Regions from separate parts of the Gossypium hirsutum genome. Here regions 1 and 3 are each linked to region 2. Evidence: chromatin contacts called from public Hi-C data. All regions are on one chromosome and are shown on one strand. Each heading gives the region's core, a stretch centred on a gene start, on an enhancer-like site or on the middle of the called end of the contact. The rest is flanking DNA. Distances are from core to core; before and after follow the strand shown.

The links. A called contact is a pair of places that touch in the nucleus more often than the background predicts.
Region 1: a Hi-C map of leaf shows a contact between it and region 2, with 1.9 times the contacts expected there. The contact joins the promoter of LOC107921230 here to the promoter of LOC107922300 in region 2. A contact is called at or near these places in 6 of 34 Hi-C or Micro-C datasets (anther, cotyledon, leaf and 1 more).
Region 3: a Hi-C map of leaf shows a contact between it and region 2, with 2.3 times the contacts expected there. The contact joins the enhancer-like site here to the promoter of LOC107922300 in region 2. A contact is called at or near these places in 5 of 34 Hi-C or Micro-C datasets (hypocotyl, leaf and petal).

What each region holds. Positions count from the first base shown.
Region 1 is chrD01:52,062,980-52,065,679 of Gossypium_hirsutum_v2.1, forward strand. LOC107921230 (probable E3 ubiquitin-protein ligase XERICO) reads right to left here and starts at 1,286. Exons shown (of 1, transcript XM_016851108.2): 1 at 1-1,286. The coding sequence starts at 604. The coding sequence ends at 125.
Region 2 is chrD01:52,204,189-52,206,888 of Gossypium_hirsutum_v2.1, forward strand. LOC107922300 (eukaryotic translation initiation factor 4B2) reads right to left here and starts at 1,444. Exons shown (of 3, transcript XM_016852273.2): 1 at 1-1,444. The coding sequence starts at 1,048.
Region 3 is chrD01:51,952,412-51,955,223 of Gossypium_hirsutum_v2.1, forward strand. No RefSeq gene overlaps it. Among protein-coding and RNA genes, the nearest start is that of LOC107921263, 9.0 kb to the right of the region's middle. Within about 2 kb of position 1,515, at least 3 of the 9 cell types and tissues checked have an H3K27ac peak or open chromatin away from gene starts, as enhancers often do. A contact at or near this core is called in hypocotyl and leaf, where this site is marked.

The DNA.
Region 1 (2,700 bases), core at 36-2,535, 140 kb before region 2:
TAACTCAAATGAAGCAAGAAGGGAGAAAAAAAGTAAATCGGATATCGAGAAAAATAAAATAAACCAATAAAACAAGTATTCTTCTTATCTAAATAACTAATAAATTAAGCTCCATCCATACATTCTAGTGAATAGATCGACAGAGCGGGCAAGTACTATGCTTGTTACCAAACCATTTCTCTAGACATCCTTTGTGAAAGAAATGTTTGCAAGACAACTCACTCACCTCCTCATCCGCTTCAAACCCACATAAGCACACACAACACTCCACGCTGTTAACCCATCCATCACCCCGACTGCTGTTGCTACTGCCATAACCGCCATCTGCAGGAGCTGAATCTTCATATGATGTTGATGCTGATGAGTGCCTGTTGTGGCACAAAGACTTGAACTGGGTTATAGATATCCTCCTCTCCCTTGCTTTGCTCATCTCTTCTGGGTCCTCGTTTGAGTCCTCAATATCTAAATTTGAAGTAGTAGACGCGCCCACCACTTGAAGTAAAGATCTCACAATGTTTTTCAACAAAGCCACCGACAGAACTGTGTTCATTACTAGCACTGGAAGTACCCCCTCAGCTGCACTAGGGAAATTCGACAGCCCCATCTTTGTTTTGTCCGACAACACGTACCCCACAGAAACAAATAAATATTGATATATCTATCTAATAAAACTCTAATAAATCAGTTTCTTGAAAGAATTTGGATTATGCCGCAGAGAGCAAAAAATCAATTTCCAGCCAAGGAAGACAAAAACAAAGAAAGGAAGCAGCAACTATATGTTTCCCGCATAAACATAACAGAGGTTGTCCTCTGAGCGACGTTAAGACCAAGTTGGGCTGGGTTCTGTAAGGTTTGATAAAGTCATAAATATACAAGGGCATTGTAGAAACCAGTGTGCTAACCCTGGTTCACGAACCTTAACCAGGGGAGGGTTCACCAGGTACACGTCGCGACACGTGTAGGATTTGTGGAAGATAATAGGATTGATAATAATAATTGAATTAAAAATTGGGGTTAGAAAAGACCGGAACTGGTTGCGCTGGCAATTTCACTAGAAAGACAAGGGTTTAAACTTCAAAGGAGAGAAGGCACGTGTGCTGTAAACGTTGTTATGGCCAATCAGGTGGGAGCTTGTGGCAAGGGCGGGCGGAGCTACCTCTAAGTTGGGCTTTTTGGGAGCACGAAGTTTCTTGATTCCCGGATGCCGCCGCGGATGTTTACTTCAACCCGTCAATCATAGTCTGCATTACTTTTCATTAACATAGAACAGCTTTGCTATGTCGGTAAACCCAATTAATGCAATGTGATATTTATCAGTTTATATGTGCCTTCTTAGCATGTGTTTAGTTTACCGTGTTTGATTTGAGACGTTTGATGGTTTTCAAAGAAAACCTTATCATTAATATGAATTATCAAAAAAATTATATCAAAATGTTATATTTATAAAATAGTTTCAAAAGAGGAAAAAAAATAAAATGAAAGTACCTATAATATTAGAAAAATTATAAATAAATATGCGATTAAACAATTAAATATTGCATTTTAGTCTCGTTTTAATCAAATCAATCTAAGGATAAACTTTAATTAATTAAGAAATCACAGTTAAGAGTTTTAAGAGACTCACTACATCAATAATCACAAAGGTCAAGTCTTAGATGACCTATCCTCCCATTATCATTTCGGATTCTAAATTTATAAACATTATGATTTTATTCTATCATGATAAGACTTTTTGAAAATTATTCCCAATAAAGCAAGTGGCACCATTATCTTGAAAAATATCATATATATATATATATGCTAAAAATATAATTAAAAATTAAAACCACTATTACTTTTAGATAAATCAAAATAGAAGCGTGAACAAAGTAAAACCACGATACTTTAGACTAAAATTAAATTTAAAAAAAATATTATTAAAGAAGTCGTGACTAGCAACTAACTCAAAGGCTAACATCGTCATCAACAAAACAAAAATTTGAGCTGAAAAAGTTAAATGGCTAGGATTTTCTAAATATAAGGTTTTCTTGTTTTCTTTTGATTTAATTTTCAAGTAATTATATTATCCTTCCAAAATAAATATGATATAGAAGAAGCAGATTAGGATTGAATAAGTTGTTAAAGTAGCTAACGAGATGCCTGAAACAACAAAAAAAAAGATTAAAATAAGCAAATTAAAATTAAATAAAGAGTAAATAATTGGAGAAGAAAAGAGATTGGAATAAGGCTAGAATTCAACTTGGATAAGAATTTGGAAGAAAGAGATTTGCTTGGACTCTAAGGAGCCTAATCGAATCCATGTGGAACACAAAGTTGAAATAAAAAGATGACACCAAAATTTAGCACAGTGAAACAAGAAAAAACAAAATAAAGAATGAACAGGATCGAAAAGAAAGATGATGGAAAGATGGTTCTGAAAATAGTCGTGAAGAATGATAATAGGTTACATTTCATGCCTGACTCGATCATTGAACTTGAGTATAGAATATCATAAGTTAAAATTATTGTACGCACTAAACCTTTTTAAAGGTTAACTTTTCGATTTGCCTCTTACCAAAGAGGTTTTCGATTTGGCGAGTATCCTCTTACCAAAGCAGTCCATTAATTTGAGAATATTTAATTGAAAGCAAAATTAAAATGGTACCACACTATTTTGGAAGATTAAAGATTCAAGTAAATATCCTTTAATGAAAGCTTAGA
Region 2 (2,700 bases), core at 194-2,693:
TGACCTTAGGCCTCGGCTTGACCACATTTTCAATCGCTTGCTGCAGGGGACCTTCGGACCTGCTAGATTGTGCACTCGATGGCCTGCTGGAGTGGGCGCTGGTAGGCCTACTAGTTTCCTTCTTTGCCTCAATTTCAGAGTCCAGCTTCTTCCAATCCAATCCTTTCTCCGCTAGCACCTCTTCCCTGGGCCTCGCTGCCCCAAAAGGATTCGACTTATTTGTCTTAACCACAAGCTCATTCACATCCCCTCGCAGTGGATCCAAAACTAATCTAGGCCTTTCCTCTCTGATTCCACCTCCACCCCCACCTCGGGACCATCTATCAGGCTCTGGTCCCGAGTCACGGAAACCTGAACCAAATGTCGAAGATCGAGATGGAATTGACCGTTTTAGAGCCGTCCAATTATCAGCCTCATCGGCCTTAGAGAATCCACCACCTCCTCCAGTTCCAAGCCCACCGTATCGATTTTGCCTGCCCGAATCCAGTGAAGGACTTGCTTTTTTTGCAATTGCCCAATTGTCCACCTCATCTGCACGCGACGGTTGATCGTAATCAGAAACCCTAGAAGGCGGACCCCGCCGTTCTTCATTAAACCCCCCCTGCTGCCTCCTTCCGAAGCCCCACGATCCATCGCTGTCTTCACGGTCACGCATAACCCGACCCGCAGGTGGACCCGACCTCCCGTAGGACGAAAACCCACCTCCGAGCTGGCCAAACTGCAATTCCTCGGTGGAACGTTCTTTGGGTCGGGTAGGGAGGAGCATCATCTCTTCGGGTGTCAGCTTATTGTTTTCCGTTACCCTAGCACTGCCAAGTCCACCCCCGCCGGATGACGAGTAAGTCCCCATGTTAAACTCCGAGAGAGTCATTTTCTTCTTCTTGGGTTTCGCGCTAACGGCTTCTTTTAGGCTAGGGAAACTCTGAGATTCAGCCGTGGGCGCACCAGCTGCCGCAGTGGCTGCGGCTTCGGCAGCTGCTCGTTCCTCCGCTTCTTCTCGCTCGGCCTCGGCGGCCCACGCGCCGATGCCACCCCAGGGTTTCGACATTTTCGAAAAAGATTATATTATTTCCCTTTCTGTTTGTGATATTTTTGTTTTCTATGAGATCTGGGAAAAAGCAAAGAAAAAAAATGGGACAGAGATCTAAAAGAGAGGGAAAATGAAATAATTAAGCTAGGGCTCCGTTAATGAATCCGGAGCTCCGACTGTACACTAAGAAATTTAGAGTCGGGTGCAGTTATTTATTTATATTTATGTCGTTAGTCGTTACGCTTTATTCCTATTATTATTTCCATCTTTTATGTAAGAAAAAAATATGCCACATCCCAATGCGTTTCTAGAAGCTAGAGGGACGCGCAAGAAGGGAAGTGAAATGCACGGTCCAATAAGAGATTACAGGTGAAGAATTATTGGGAAATGGAAATAATTATTAGGTGTACCTATATCTAAGATTCAGGTATTTGACTTCTGAATTATGGACGGTGGGATGGTGTTGAGAATCTTGTCTTTTCTCTGATTCCTTAGTTCTTCTTTTTTACTTAAATTTTACTCAAAACTTTGGGGAGAAAAGAGTAAGGTAATTAATTCTTTATTTGGATATAAATTAACGGTTTAATTCAAGATTTAATCTATCTTATTTTCTAACTTTATTATCTAATTTTTTATTCATTTTAATACTTAAATCATTTTTAAATGATGTAGTCAACCAATGAATATGTGCCATGCACCATTTTTAATTAAATATATATAATTTTTTTAAAATTAAAAAATGTAAAAATATAGAAAAATATATAAAATGTAAATAATGTAAATATTTTTTTATGAATGTTTAATTATTTAATTAATTATTTTTGGCCTGATCGTTAAATGTCAAAAGTGGTTGAATCAAGTATCAATGGTTTGACCTGTTCAACCACCTATCTAAATATTAAAACATTAAATGTAACACTTTGAGATTATATCAAAACATCACTTAAAATTTTATATAATTTTTTTTAATTTTCAAGTAACAATTTTAAAGTGTCACATCATTAAATTTTTATAATTTTCAAGTTTAATAAACGGACCAAATACTAACGTAAAACAAAAAAATAATAAGTACCAAACCAAACCTAATTTTCAAGTTTAGAAGTAAAAAATTATATTATGTAAAATAATATATATTATGTCCCCTTAAGGAAAAATATATATAACAGGATACTTATATTGATTTATTATATATTAATAGTTTTTAGGGTATATATTAATATCTTTTATTACATTTCCCTATATACTATTGCATAGGTTAATTTTATTTATTTATTTTATATAATGCAATTTTTTTGGAAAAACATAATGGGAGTTTTAATTTAGTTTAATATCAATGATAATTTTACTTTTTATTAATATATCACATAAAATATATAGTCAATGGTAAAGTTAGGGGTATGCAGGGCACAGTTCTTCTAAAATGAATCTTTTATTTACACCCTTTTATAAATGATAAAATTTTAAATTAGTAATCGTAAAATTATATTTTAACTCTCTCAAAATTATAAAATTTTGATTTAATTTTTTAAAATGTATAAAGAAATAAACTATTAAAATGATGAAATTACATTTTTACTATTGTAAAAGTATACAATTTAATTCCGCCTTAAAAAAAATTTGCTTCACCCATGTATATATTACAAGGTTTTAGACTTTCAATTAATGTGGAT
Region 3 (2,812 bases), core at 265-2,764, 250 kb before region 2:
TATGATGCAATGACATCCGTTGAATTTGTTCTCATCTTGTATTTAATGATAGACATGCTTGGAATAACCGATGATCTCTGTCAAGCATTGTAGTATAAATCGCAGGATATACTAAACACGATGTAACTGGTGTCATCAACTAAAACGTTTCTCCAGAAACTCAGAAAACATGGGTGAGATCCTTTGTTTGAGAAAGTGAACTTATTTTGTAAAGATAATGAGATAGAAGTCCCCAAATAAAGTGTTTCTTGTAAAGCTGGTTGAGGTCGGTAGATAACCTAACAATTGAGCATCAATATCGGTTTGATATATTCATTACTGGTATCGATTCATTGTTAACAGAAATGAATTCTCGCTTTAATGATGAGGTAGTTGAGTTACTTGTTATTAGCTTTGCTTTGGGTCCACGCGATAATTACAAAGCTTTTTGTGTGGAAGATATTTGCAAGCTTATGAATGATTTTTATCTGGACAATTTTACGAGCAAGAAAAACTACACATGAAGAGTCAATTGGAACTTTTTCAACTTGATGCTCATCAAAGCACAAAGTTGCAGAAAGCTTCTACAGTTGCTGAGTTGTGTCAAGTGCTAGCTAAGACAAATAAATCAAGAATTTATCCTCTTCTTGATAGAATTATTCATGTTGTGCTAACTCTTCTTGTGTCTACTGCAATGATTAAACGAGCATTTTCAGCCATGAAAATTGTGAATATAAGACTTCGCAACAGAATGGGGGATGATTTTTTTCAACTTACTTGGTGGCATACATTAAAAAAAGATAGCTCGAGAATTTTCAACAGATTCTATTATTGATGAGTTCAATCTTATGAAAAAACGAATGGTGCAATTTAGGATGCCTAGAACTAATGCCAAGTATTAGTTTTTTTTTTGTAAATTGAAAATAAATATTTAATTTTATATAGTGTCTTTTATTTTTTACAATTAAATTGTTCATACCTTTTGAAAAACATTAAATTAATTTGTTTGATAAAAAAATTTTAATTGATACATTTTACATTAAAAAAAAAGTCGTTCGAATTTAAAAATTTCACCCCTTAAAATAAAATTATATGGATCCATCCCTACCCTCAAACCCATTTTTTTCCCAAACTCCCTCAGAAGTTTCTCTCCACAAAATCTTTTTGCAGTTATGGAAAACTGAGTTAGAGAGCGAGCCGTTTGCAATCTTCCCTAGAAGAATTAGGCTTTGGAAATTTATCTTCTATCTCCTTCCCTTTTTGTTTTTTTTTTTATTATCTAATATCAAGTTCAGCATTCCTCCTTTCTTCTATTTCAAAAAGGGATTTAAATTTTCTTGTTTTAATTCTATGATTCTCCACAATCACATGATTATCACTAACCCCATTAGCAACTGAAAAAGGTTTCATCTAAGACTAGAATCAACTACACCAAAATGAGCCTTCCCATTTTTCATTTGGCCATCCAAAGCCAAACCCGTATTCCTTATATCATCCAATGCTTGTAAAGAAACAGAATCACGAACCCCTCCATCATGAAAGCCCATGGCCCCATCCCATACCAATCCAACCCCAAATTCAATTTTTCAATGCCCCATTAACATTATCAAAGTATCCCCTTTGCGAATTAAAGGATTAGAACCTGCTATATCGTCAAAACCAATATCCAACCATTGTACTAACATTCCCCTGCCTCTTTACTACAAGTCTCCACTTCCGAAAAATTATCATTAAAAGCTTCCACTAGAGACTCCTCCTACCGAAGTCGAATAGCCATCGACAGCGGAGAGTGGAAAAGCATCACCATCAATCCATTTCCATTCGAGTTCTGTAGATATCAAATTTTGCCCCGACCCGACCTCATTATCTGGATTTGAATTTTAAAATGGTTGAGGAACTATAGGGTGATTATTTCAATTTTAAATTAAACTGTTATCAATTTAATGTTAAATTTGGAATTAGATTAAAAGCTAAATTAAGATAGAATGTTTATGTATGGTTTCAATTAAACTGAAATCAATTTTAAATTCTTTTTAGTTTAATTTAATTTAAGTTTTGAAATTTTGGCATGAAGTAGGTGAATATTTGAATATCTACTTATGTTGGCTTTTTTTGAAAAAAAATAATAGCATTTTTTTTGTTAAAATTTGTAATGTTAAAAAATATAATTAATAAAATCATTTCTGATTTTCAAAATACTTTATTAGGCATAATTTTGGGAAAATGCCAATTTAAATAATTTTCAAAAGCACAGTCTATTTTTCTTCTCAAAGTCCAAATTAATTTGTTTCTCAAAGCCCAGTCTAATTTGGTTTAAAACAATCTTTTAAAACCCAAATTTATTTTCAAATTAAATTCAAACCCAGATTTGTTTCAATTTTAATATGATTAAATCTGTTTTGAGTCCATTTTTGGAAATTCCCAAAAGTCCATTTCTATTTCAAGATTGCAGTTAGAGTCTAGAACCCTAAAAATTTTGTGCTGTGAGGAATGGCAAACCTCTCTCAGCCAATCAGAATCAACAGTACAGCAAATAATACTTGCAGTAAAAGTGATTCAAAATGAAAACAACACGTTTTGAAATGATTTTTAGGGTCAAAACACAAGTTTACAAATGAATCAAAAACATGATTAAAATAATACAGATTAAAAGAACAATATAAAAGATCAATGTCAGTCAAAGTTTAAAAAAGAGAAAAACCCTAAAAAGAAAATAAAAAAAACGGCATGGCCTTTTCATCTAATCGAAGGTAAACCCTTGGTTTTCCTTCTTTTATTTTACTATTTTCTAGGTTGCATGCATGAATAAGGGGGAGGGGGAGGCTCCAATGAA